4 separate regions of the Mus musculus genome follow, and regions 2, 3 and 4 are each linked to region 1. The links are chromatin contacts, called in public ChIA-PET, HiChIP or PLAC-seq and capture Hi-C maps. All regions are on one chromosome and are shown on one strand. The core of a region is the stretch at or near the end of the contact, and the rest is flanking DNA. Distances in the headings are between cores, read along the strand shown. Region 1 holds the start of Jund (jun D proto-oncogene). Region 2 holds the start of Nr2f6 (nuclear receptor subfamily 2, group F, member 6). Region 3 holds the start of Tssk6 (testis-specific serine kinase 6). Region 4 has its middle 27 kb from the start of Gatad2a.

Region 1 (2,700 bases), core at 176-2,675:
GGCCGCTCCCGCCTTTAATCCCAGCATTCGGGAGTCAGAGGCAGGAGGATCTTTGAGTTCGAGACTAACCTGGTCTACAGAGTGAGCTCCAGGACAGCCAGGGCTACACAGAGAAACCCTGTCTCGAAAAGCAACCAAAAATGTTCAGGTCTTACTATTTCTTTACATTTTCCATGCCACTACAAAATGCTCTCCTTGCCTGATAGGGAAAGTGAGTCTCAACAGAGGTAAAACTTAATTTGGTACGTAAACCTGTCCCCAGTCAGCTCAAACCACCGCCTCCAGAGCGCACGCCCGCCCATCCCCCACCCGCCAAGGCCAAGTCCCAAGGTCAGGGCGGAGCCTCGCGCGCTCCGCCAAGCTCCGTACGGCCCCGGGGAGAGGCAGGCCTGGCGCCGGGGGCTGGCTGGCGTTGGGCCAGCACTAGCTGGCTCAGTCGTTTGGCGGGGGGCGGGGGAGGGGGTGCTGGCTGGGATATGGCTCGCGAAGCGCAAACCCCACGTGTGTGGTGAGGGGAGAGTCCACTCTATCTTTCTGGATGGTCACTTGCCTACAAAAGGGGATAAAACCTGGGTGTGTGGCTCTCTGAGGCAACAACTGGTCAAGGCTCGGGCGGGGGTTTGGGGGGAGGGGGGAGAACCCTCTGAGGCCTCAATGGCCTGGGCGAAGGTCCTGAGGTGCAAAGGAGCTCCAATGGGGTACAGATTGGAGAGGAGTCACAGAGAAGGGATGAGACTCCTCTCTGGTCTTCTAAGGGTTGTGTTGAGTGTGCTGGGACTTGTTGCTCCCACCTCTTCCACCTCCGTTCCCAGCAAGCAGAAAAGCCTGCATCAGGCCTGGTGGCATACTGTACTAATTAAGAGGGTAATTACCAGTCCGGATTCTCATTTGCAGGCTCCACTCTGGGACCCACCTCAGGCTCTAGAAGAGTCAAGAGTAAAAACGTGTACTGCCATGGCTGTCCAGAGGCCTGGCACCCTAGTTCTGTCCTTGGGAGGACAAATGTGTGGTAAATGCCTGTCCTTACAGCACATAGAAGGCAGAAGGATCACTTCTCAAGTCTAGCCTGAGCTACAGAAAAATTCTGTCTCAAAACAAAGGCAAAAACAAAACAAAACAAAAAAAACCCCACAAGCTCACCCCAGAACTTCCATCAGCAGGAGCCCCAGGTCAACCTGGGTTACAGCTTTTGCATAGTGCCCTTTAACTCTAGCACTTAGCAGGTCCACATCTGTAAGTTCCCAGCCAGCCCCAGCTGGAAGGTGAGAGATCCTTGCTCAAAACACAAAGTAAAACTCAACAAACCCAAGACTCAAATCTCATGCTAAGATGAGGTGATGGGCACGTCTTTCACGTTGAGGCAGTGAAATCACCCTCAGTCTTGGTCAGCTAGGGTACAGGGTGTCCTAATAACTGAAACCGAAGCAAGGCACAATGGCATATATTAGTCATCCAGAAGCCTGAGGTGAGATTTTGGGGGGTTCGGGAGGTCATTCTGGGGTACAGAGTGAGATTCTGTTTCAAAACGTCCCAATCCAGGGCCATAGGGTAGGCTTAGAAAGTAAACGTGACTGCACCCAAGTCGGACAGCCAGAGTGCCACACCGGGGAGAACAGACTCCCAACTCTCCTCTGACCTTCCTGGACACACACACACACAAAGCACAGATACCTACACAGACAAACACAGATACACAACCACACAGACAAACACACCAGCATGTAAAATAAAAACCGAGATCTGTAGGCCGAGGTTAAGAGACTCAGGCCTGTTACTGCCACACTTGGGAATATGAAACAGGGGGACTGAAGTTAAGTTCATGAATAGCGGAGTCTAGAGGATGAGATCCTGTCTTGACCCAAAACAAAGATTAAAAAAATTTTTTTTCACCGAGATCAAGAAAAAAACCTACAACTGATGGCTACCCTGGCTGCAGTTGGACTCCACACATCCCATCCTCAGTTTCCCCAAGGAAAAGGCAGGAGGTCAGCTTTTAGGGCGTTCGACTCCACCCTGTGAAACTGACAAGGAGCTAAGTAGTTGTGGGGACTCTCCAAGGGACCCTCCTCTGCCTCCCCCTTCCTGCCCACACCTGCCAGCTCCCAGCCGGAGGAACCCTGGCCGGCGCCCGGCCCCCGAGGGGCGTGCCTTCGGTGGGCGTGACGCGGGGCGTGGCTTCACAGAGGGCCTGGGTTTATGAGGCTCCACACATCACGCCACAGAAGTGCCAGAGACAGGGGAGAGATAGACGCACAGATGAGGTCCAGTTTGAGAAACAGAGAGGCAAGATCTAGAGGGAAGTAAAGAGGGGAGGAAGAGAAAGGGAGGAGAGGCAAGAAACAGCAGGGTAGGGACAGAGCCTGCCCGGCAATCCAAGCTGGGCGTGGTGACCCGGCCAAACCGCGTTCAGCCCCACCCCCATGACGTCAACCCACAATGCAGCGCGTTGTTGTGCCATGTAGCGAGCGTCGCTCTTGGCAACAGCGGCCGCCACCAGGCGAGGGCGTCCCGCTCCCGCCCCTTTATGCAAATCAACGACGTCACCTCGCGCCAATGGCGAGCGGGGGCGGTGAGCTCATCGCGGGGGCCGAGGCTATAAGAGTGCGCGCGGGCGGCGCGGGGCAGAGCGGCCGGCATCGGAGCCGGTCTGTACGGGCAGCGGACTGGGGGGCATACGGGGCCCCCCGGGGAGGCCGCGGC
Region 2 (2,708 bases), core at 176-2,675, 680 kb after region 1:
GACACCCACCCGGGAGTCTCTCCAGCTACCCATGCAAGGGCGACTTTGGAAGTGATATTTGACCCAAGGGCGCGCCGGATCGATCCGCGCGGCCGCAGACAATGGCCCCTGGACGCCGCCAGCCCCGCGGTGCGACTTGCACCTCTGATTCCCGCGAGGCACCACGCGTGACGGGCCCCCACGAGAAAGGGGGCACTGGGGGCTGGAAAGAGGGTCCTCACTCCTGACAGCACTCCCGAGCCCTCCCTGTCTAGCAGAACCAGCTCTCTCCAGAGCAGGAGGACAAGAGCAAAGACCACCTGCGCGGGGGAGGAGAGGGGGAGCACCTGCACGCATGTATCACCAACTCCACTAGGGCCGAACCCGTGGTCTGGGGCAGGAATGCGGGTGTGGGGAAGGTCAGCGCCAGGCCCAAGGTGACCGAGCAGGTCCGGGCCAGCTCGGTGGCCGCGCGTGGGGCTCACCGGCAGGTGTAGCTGAGATTGCGGCGGATGCTGCGCTTGAAGAAACTCTTGCAGCCCTCGCAGGTGAACACGCCGTAATGCTTTCCACTGGACTTGTCCCCGCACACCACGCAGTCCACCTGCAACCCCGGACGCTCCTCGTCGCCCGGCTCCGCGTCGCTGGTCGCCCCGGGAGGTGACGCCGAATCGTCCTCGGTCGCGCGTGGGTAGCTCCCACCAGCCTTGTCCACGCCGTTCGTGTCGCCTCCGGGGTCGCCCCAGCCACCGGTCACCATGGCCATAGCCCCGGAGACAGCGGGGCCGGTACGCCCCGGGACGAGTCCGTCCCCTCTGGGCACGCCTGGCGACCCGAGAGGGACCCGGCTACCCCGGGCGCATGCAGCCCGCGCTCTCGGGGGGCTCCGGTCGCACACCCCCCTGAAAAAAGTTTTGCGGCAACTTCCTGCGGCCGGTCCGCGCGCCAGGCAGGAACTGGTCGGGCCGGTTCCAGGCCAACTTTCCCACGCGTGCCCGCGGTCGACGGGGGCGCGCTAGAGGCGCGAGTCTGGGGCGCCCAGGTCCCGTGGTCCGGAGTCCTGGGGACCCGGTAGCGTCGCGGGGGCCATGGCCCGGCCCCGCCGCCCAGGCCAACTTAGTGGCTCACCATCCGAGCGCGCGCGGGCGCCCCCGAGCCCGGGGGGAAACTTTGGCCGCAAGTTACGCGGCGAGGGGGGAGGGGCGGCGGGAGCGCGCGTCGGAGACCCGGAGTCCCGCACGCCGCGCGCGCCCGGCCGTAATCGCAGAGGTCCAGGCGATAGAGCTGAGTGGAGAGTGCGACCCGCGGCCTTCCCTGGATCGTCTCCCCGCCGAGCGCTCGCGCGGCCGGCCTCGGCCTGCGCCTGGGCCCGAGCCTCGGCCTCGCCCTGGCGCTCGCCGCCGGCCCCGCGCTGCGGCCGGCCTGACACCCGCGTTCCATCGGCGCCGGCGGGGGCGGGGCGGGGGCGCGCGGCGCGGCCGGGGGCGGGCGCTCGTTGCCCCGGCGACGGCCGCCCTTATAAGGGCATGGGGTAGCCGCGCGCCGCCCGGAGCCGTGGGCCGGCGAGAGGGCGGGGCGGGGCGCGCAGCTGACCCTCCCCCACGCGGCCGCGCAGCCTTAACCCCTGCGAGTCCTGTCGGGGCATCGGGGAGCTCCGCGCGGCTCCCGGCAGCCGCGCCCCCCGGGGACATCTGCAGGGGGCACGCCCCCGCCGCTCAGGCGCGCGCCCCGCTTTGCTCTGCGCGGCTGCCAGCTGGAGCGGCCCCCTCCTCCCCAAAGTCTCCGCGGCCCGCCCCCGCCTCCGCCTCCGCCTCGCGCTCCGCTCCGGTGAACACCTGGTGTCCGGAGTCTGGGGGTGGGCGTCCGCGCTGTTAGGTCAAGGGGTCCCCCTCTCTCCTTTCAGGCTTCAAGGGTGGGAGAGGCTGGGCGTCAGTCGCCTCTCCGGCCGGAAGGCGTGCCAGTCCCGGGCTGTTGTCCGGGTCTCTCTTCATTTCCTTTCCTTTTTTTTTTTTTCTTCTTCTTCACAGAAAGGGTTTGGCCTGGTGACCGGCTGGGCCACAGATGTCTAGCCCCCCTCCCGTCCAGCCCCCCACGCCTAGAGCCTCCCAGCTGCCGCCACGCCCCTGCCCCCTCCAATTCTACTGGAGCAAGCATTTATTAAGCACCCTTTGTATGCAGGACCCCCCAGGGCACGGATTTATTAAGCTCCCTTCACATTTGAGGCCTAGATGGGATTGAGGCCTGACTCTAGGTCTGTTAACGTTTAACAGAGGGAAAAGTCCCTCTTGGGGTGACCTTTCACCCCTGAGTCAGAGTTCTGACGGCCAGGCCTGTTCTGCCTCCTATGCAGGCCTGGGTCCAGTATAGACACACCAGAGAACGCGGCCAACCTGGACAAGGTGCCCTCCCTTCTGTGCCTTGTGAAAATCATCCCACAAGATGAGCCCTCACATAAGGGGACTTAAAGGAACTGAGGTTCAGGTTTCCGCTAGCCATGTACACCCAGCCCTGTGCTGTTGGGTACCTAGAAGAATCCACCTGGATACCTTGTGAAAATACAAATACAGAAATCAGGAAGAACTAGAATCAGACTGGAGCAAGGACTTCCCAGGAATCTGATTAGAATCGACCCTGCTTTAGTGGTGACAAATCCTGGGTGACCCAGAAGATAAATCAGTTTAGGAGTCATAGTTGGTTGTTTGGGATGAGAACAGTCCTAGATTGGACTA
Region 3 (2,831 bases), core at 279-2,778, 800 kb before region 1:
CTTTGAAAGGCTAGGCAGGCACTCTACCAATTGGGCCCCAGTTGCTAACTACTGTATTTCTGTAACTCTGAGCACTGACAGTGGGGACTTTAACTTTCTTCATATTCTTTTCCTGTTGAAATCGATAATAAAATTCTAAATGTTACTTAAAACACTTTTAAAAACTTAAAAACACAGCCTGGTGGGCACATGCCTGTCATCCTGGTACTATGAAGGCATAGAGTTGGGGTGTTCATAATTTCAGGCTGGCCTGGGCTCCACGAAAGCCGGTGGGGGTGGGGGCTGGGGGTGGGCAGAGAATGCCAGAAGAGGAACCAGCACTAGGGAGGCTAGAGTTTAAGACTAGCCTTCTATGCTATGTTACAATCAACACACATCTTGCCTTGGGTGGACCTGTCTGTCATCCCAGCAATCCATTGGCAAAGGCAGGGTCGCCACGAGTTTGAGGCCAGCCTGGGCTATATAGTAAGTCCCTATCTGCAAAAAAAAAAAAAAAAAAAAAAAAAAAAAAAAATTTAAAAACATTAAAAAAAAAATACGTATAACGGTGCATACCTATGAGCATAGCCTTCGGAAGTGAAGGCAAGAGATCAGGAGTTCTAGATCAGTCTCTGCTACGGAGTTTGAGGCCAGCCTAAAACAAAACAAAAGCCTCCAAACTCCAGGTTAGTGCTTCTCGCAGGCTTAGTTTCCAGGCCCGTGGAAGCCAGCTGGAAACTAGGGGACATGAACATTCTGGCTTCCGGGATGCTGCACTAGAAAACCAAGATTCCAACTCAGCCTCCGCTCACACTGTGCACTCTGAAGCCCGCAGGCTGCCCTCTCTCGTCTAACCGCATAACAAAAGCCTGGTCTGCGACGAACAGGACGACACTGAGACACTGACCCGACAGTCCCCGGCGGGGCAGGTTCCGCTTGTAGTCGATGGGGCCGTAGCCCCCTGGCGGGGGCATGTCCTGCTTCACCTTCGACGCCGCCATACTTGCAGGACCCGCAACTTCCGGCCACCAGCGGAAGTGAGGCAACGCGCGACCACCATTTTGAGTGTGGCGGAAGTTCCGTCACCCAGGAGGTTCCCTATAATTTGGAAGCGTTACGCTAGCCTTGCTGCGATCCGGAAGTCAGTCCCTCCTCCCTCTGGCCCTAGGCAGGGAGTAACTGTGGTCTGCATCTAGAGCTCTCTCGGGCGTGTTTCTTGCACTAAAAACCTTGGGAGTTCACCTACTTTCTTTCGTGAGCCATGGTAGCCAGGCTCGAGGCAACAGGCTGGTTCCCACCCACCTGAGCACCATCACTTCAGGGAGGGACTTGTCCTGTTCCACATCAGTGGGCAGTCTCCTCGCCAGTGACTTCTCACGAGGAACTGACCATTAAGGGCGATTGAGTCACAAAGCCTAAGAAGGGTTTAGGGAGCCCGCGGGGCGGGGGAGGGAGGGTCCCCGCCCCAAGGCCGAGTGACGCCCGCAGTCACTTCACAAGGCAGAAATTGTTACCCGGGCAATAAAAGTCATCGCGGCTGTAGGGCCTTGGGAGTGGGCACATGGGGGCACGGGGGTGCAGGTGCCAAGCACCATGGGTTAGGCCCGAGATTGGAGTCCGGCCGCCCCCCGACAGCAGCCGCCTCCTGCTCCCCGCGCGCCCCGGGCGCCACCATGTCGGGCGACAAACTCCTGAGCGAACTTGGCTATAAGCTGGGCCGCACGATAGGTGAGGGCAGCTACTCCAAGGTGAAAGTGGCCACCTCCAAGAAGTATAAAGGGACGGTGGCCATCAAGGTGGTGGACCGCCGGCGAGCGCCTCCGGACTTCGTCAACAAGTTCCTGCCTCGAGAGCTGTCCATCCTGCGGGGAGTACGGCACCCGCACATCGTACACGTTTTCGAGTTCATCGAAGTGTGCAATGGGAAGCTGTACATCGTGATGGAGGCAGCAGCCACCGACCTGCTGCAGGCAGTGCAGCGCAACGGGCGCATCCCGGGGTCGCAGGCGCGCGAACTCTTCTCGCAGATCGCGGGCGCCGTGCGCTACCTGCACGACCACCACCTGGTGCACCGCGACCTCAAGTGCGAAAACGTGCTGCTAAGCCCTGACGAGCGCCGCGTCAAGATCACGGATTTCGGTTTCGGCCGCCAGGCGCACGGCTACCCAGACCTGAGCACCACCTACTGCGGCTCGGCCGCGTATGCGTCACCTGAGGTGCTCCTGGGCATCCCCTACGACCCTAAGAAATACGACGTGTGGAGCCTGGGCGTTGTGCTCTACGTCATGGTCACCGGGTGCATGCCCTTCGACGACTCGGACATTGCTGGCCTACCCCGGCGCCAGAAGCGCGGCGTGCTCTACCCTGACGGCCTCGAACTGTCGGAACGATGCAAATCCTTGATCGCCGAGCTGCTACAGTTCAGCCCGTCTGCCCGGCCCTCGGCGGGCCAGGTGGCGCGCAATGGCTGGCTGCGGGCCGGGGACTCCGGCTAGGAGCCGGGGTTCTCGCTGTTCCCGCCGCACCAGGCACAGAGCCAGGGCGGCGCACGCGCGAAGGGCGAGCTTCGGGAAACCCGCGAAGTCGCCGCGCGCCACTGCGCACGCGTCCTGTCCCTTCCCCTTCCCCCACGGCGGCGGCCCTCTGAGGCCTGCTGTTGGGTTCTGATTCCTCCTGCACAAACTGATTGCTGGAGAGCGCATGCGCATCCTCGATTTCTGGCGAGAAGGCCCCGGGAGGGGCGCAAAGAGAAGAGAGAGAAGCATTGCGCCTGCGCAGAATGAGCTGTTGCACGGTGGGTTGCCATGCTACAGAGAAACCGTGGGCCAGCCGTGCACGCTAAGTTCCAGGTT
Region 4 (2,878 bases), core at 253-2,752, 700 kb before region 1:
CATAGTATGTAATTTCCCATTGTATGCAGAAGAGAAAGGCAGTGCTGGGCCTTGGTGGCGCACGCCTTTAATCCCAGCATTTAGGAGGCAAAGGCAGGCAGATTTCTGAGTTCGATGCCAGCCTGGCCTATAGAGTGAGTTTCAGGAGAGCCAGTGCTACAAAGAGAAACCCTGTCTCGAAAAAAGAAAAAAAAAAAAAAAAAGGAAGGTAGGAAGGAAGAAAGAAAGAAAGAAAGAAAGAAAGAAAGAAGAAAGAAAGAAAGAAAGAAAGAAAGAAAGAAAGAAAGAAAGAAAGAAAGAAAGAAAGAAAGAAGGAAAGAAAGGAAGGAAGAAAGAAAGGCAGGTACACTCAGCTACTGTTATTGGTCTACATCAACTGCTCAACTGTAGTATTACATCTTAACTGACACTTGTATTATTTACATCTCAAATCCAAAAACAATTATAACACGTATTGCTCTTGCAGAGAACCAGATTTCATTCCCAGCGCTCACATGGTGACTCACAACCCTCTATAACTCCAGTTCCAGGAGATCTGGTGCATGTGGTGTGCTTACATACATTTATACACATAAAAAACTTTAAATCTCCAATCCAGCAACATGCTCAAAGGTGAGAAAGCACTATGGTCTCATGGAGAGCATGCTCACATTAGCAATCAAAAATTGGTGCTGGGACCTAGAGAAATGGTTCAGTGATTAAGAGCACTGACTGCTCTTCTGAAAGTCCTGAGTTCAAATTCCAGCAACCACATGGTAGCTCACAACCATCCGTAATGAGTTCTGACCCTCTTCTGGTGCATCTGAAGCCAGCTACAGTGTACTTACATATAATAATAAATCTTTTTTAAAAATTGATAAGCAGTGCATTAGCTAGTGTCCAGCTCAATATATGCCCCCCCCACACACACACACACAACTAAACTACTACTGTACTGGTAAAATAATCCAAATAAATAATCAAAACTTTTGAGACCTAGACAGGGAATGCAATTCAGTTGATAGTGATTGCCCAGTGTGCACAGTGTGCATTCCCGGCCCCACATAAACTAGGTGTGATGGTGCACACCTGTCAGCTCAGAATTTAGGAAATAGAGGCAAGACACTCAGAAATCTAAGGTCATCCTCATCTTCATAGTTCAAGAACAGCCTGGGCTAAGGAAAAAATAATAATCCTAACCCTTTTCTTTGTCTGAAGTGAACTCTCTTTGAAGAGAGACTCCAGGTAGATACTCTAGTGAAATTCCTGAACCTCAGAGCCAAGGGCAGCCTAGTTTTATAATAAAAACTGAAGCAAGAGCCATGTGACTGAAGGATGAGTTTCCTTTCCCTGGTGGAAGCTGATTGCATCTCTTCACCAAGGCGTGGCCCTTCCTGGGTCTGGGGAATCAACTTGACGAACAGGCTGAGTGACATTCACGCCCATATAGGGAAGTGGGAGCTGGCCCAGGCAGCCCCACAGGCGTTAGGAAGGCGGGGCCTCTGCCAGCCAGAGACCTGTGGCTGCTCTCCTGAGAAGTCCCCTCGCACAGAGGAAGCGTTCCACCAGCACTGAGAGTGACCGCTGAGTAATGCCACAGACAGATAGCAAAAAGGTTATAGCCTCCAGGGTCGAGGGCCCAGGTCTGTCCCGGCATAAAGGAGACTGCTGAAGGAAGGATCGTAAATTGAAGGCTAGTCTGAGCTACAGACCCTCTTTTGAGAAACAACACAAAAAACAGGTGCGGTAATAATCGCAGCACTTCAGAAGAGGATCACTGTGAGTCTGAGGATAGCCTGGCTTGCAGAGGAAGGGGAGGGGAAGAGAAAAGGGAAGTGGGCTCTGGAAAGACGGCTTAGTGGCACTTGCTGCTCTTGAGTGTGACCCAAATACCCACTTATGGCAGCTCACAGTCGCCTCTGTGTGCAGCTCCAAGGGATCCAACGCCCCCTTCTGTCCTCTAAGGTCACCTGCAAGGCACATGTGCACAGATAGACACGTTAATAAAAATTAAATATATCTTTATTTTTAAAGGAAAAAAAAAAGAGGAAACGAAGGGAGAACTGTGTGTACTGACCCACCACTGTCACAGCAGCATGTCACGTAAGGATTAAGTTTTTATTTTTGTTTTTTTTTTTTTTTCCGAGACAGGGTTTCTCTGTATAGCCCAAGCTGGAACTCACTTTGTAGACCAGGCTGGCCTCGAACTCAGAAATCTGCCTGCCTCTGCCTCCAGAGTGCTGGGATTAAGGGCGTGCACAACCACGCCTGGCTGGAGGATTAGGAATTTAAGGGTTATCTTTAGCTACATATGGAATTCCAGGAAAGCCTAGGCTACAAGGAAAGGGAGGGTGACAGAAGGAGGGAAGAAAAGAAAGAGGCAAGAAGGGAGGAAGGAAAGAGAAAAGGGAGTTAGGTTAAAGCTATACAGAGTCACTAAAGAGTCTCTAAATGGCTGAGTTGCTTTGCACAGAGCTAAATACCACACCCTGCATCCCTGCAGGCATCTTCATTCATTAGAGTTGACCCAGCTTGTGTGTTGTGTATCTCTAGAATCACTGACCTACTGAAAGCAGCATCCTTTTGAGGGTCTGTGGGCTTGGTCCTGGTTTCCCCAGGGAAGCAAATCATTGTTTTTAGAGGGAAAAAGATCAGGTGCAATGGCACCAACAGGCCGTCGTTCGCACCCCTGTGCTTCCCTAGAGAAAATCAAGCAGACATCTACAAGCTATGGTGGACCACACTGTGCCTTTATTGAGATGAGTTTCTAGAATATACAGAAGCAAAGCCAGACTAAGCCCAGGAGCCCTTTCAGCCAAGCATTTTGTAGACAGGGCCTTAATATATAGCTCAAGCTGCCTGATATTCCTGTCTGTCTCAGCCTCCTATGGGATCACAG

Evidence for each region. ChIA-PET counts read pairs in DNA pulled down with a chosen protein or histone mark. HiChIP or PLAC-seq counts read pairs in DNA pulled down with a chosen protein or histone mark. Capture Hi-C pulls out chosen DNA fragments and counts their contacts.
Region 2: a capture Hi-C map of embryonic stem cells shows a contact between it and region 1, with 2.8 times the contacts expected there. The contact joins the promoter of Nr2f6 here to the promoter of Jund in region 1. A contact is called at or near these places in 8 of 39 promoter capture datasets (the 3T3-L1 cell line, cranial neural crest, embryonic stem cells and 5 more), 3 of 484 Hi-C or Micro-C datasets (embryonic stem cells and stem cell-derived neural progenitor cells), 13 of 115 datasets of contacts at active chromatin or transcription factors (VIP interneurons, bone marrow-derived macrophages, embryonic limb bud and 5 more) and 1 of 9 other capture datasets (embryonic stem cells).
Region 3: an RNA polymerase II ChIA-PET map of memory CD8 T cells shows a contact between it and region 1, with 141 read pairs. The contact joins the promoter of Tssk6 here to the promoter of Jund in region 1. A contact is called at or near these places in 3 of 115 datasets of contacts at active chromatin or transcription factors (astrocytes, memory CD8 T cells and thymic regulatory T cells).
Region 4: an H3K27ac HiChIP or PLAC-seq map of thymic regulatory T cells shows a contact between it and region 1, with 3 times the contacts expected there. The contact joins the enhancer-like site here to the promoter of Jund in region 1. A contact is called at or near these places in 1 of 484 Hi-C or Micro-C datasets (CD4 T cells) and 5 of 115 datasets of contacts at active chromatin or transcription factors (bone marrow-derived dendritic cells, double positive thymocytes, effector CD8 T cells and 2 more).

What each region holds. Positions count from the first base shown.
Region 1 is chr8:70,696,314-70,699,013 of GRCm38.p6, forward strand. It overlaps Jund (jun D proto-oncogene), which reads left to right and starts at 1,426. Exons shown (of 1, transcript NM_010592.5): 1 at 1,426-2,700.
Region 2 is chr8:71,380,527-71,383,234 of GRCm38.p6, forward strand. Nr2f6 (nuclear receptor subfamily 2, group F, member 6) reads right to left here and starts at 1,426. Exons shown (of 4, transcript NM_010150.2): 1 at 465-1,426. The coding sequence starts at 745.
Region 3 is chr8:69,900,656-69,903,486 of GRCm38.p6, forward strand. It overlaps Tssk6 (testis-specific serine kinase 6), which reads left to right and starts at 1,529. Exons shown (of 1, transcript NM_032004.2): 1 at 1,529-2,831. The coding sequence starts at 1,653. The coding sequence ends at 2,474. Ndufa13 (NADH:ubiquinone oxidoreductase subunit A13) reads right to left here and starts at 1,365. Exons shown (of 5, transcript NM_001382215.1): 1 at 1,282-1,365; 2 at 887-1,077. The coding sequence starts at 980.
Region 4 is chr8:69,999,924-70,002,801 of GRCm38.p6, forward strand. No RefSeq gene overlaps it. Among named protein-coding and RNA genes, the nearest start is that of Gatad2a, 27 kb to the left of the region's middle. Within about 2 kb of position 1,503, at least 276 of the 459 cell types and tissues checked have an H3K27ac peak or open chromatin away from gene starts, as enhancers often do. A contact at or near this core is called in bone marrow-derived dendritic cells, double positive thymocytes, memory CD8 T cells and 1 more, where this site is marked.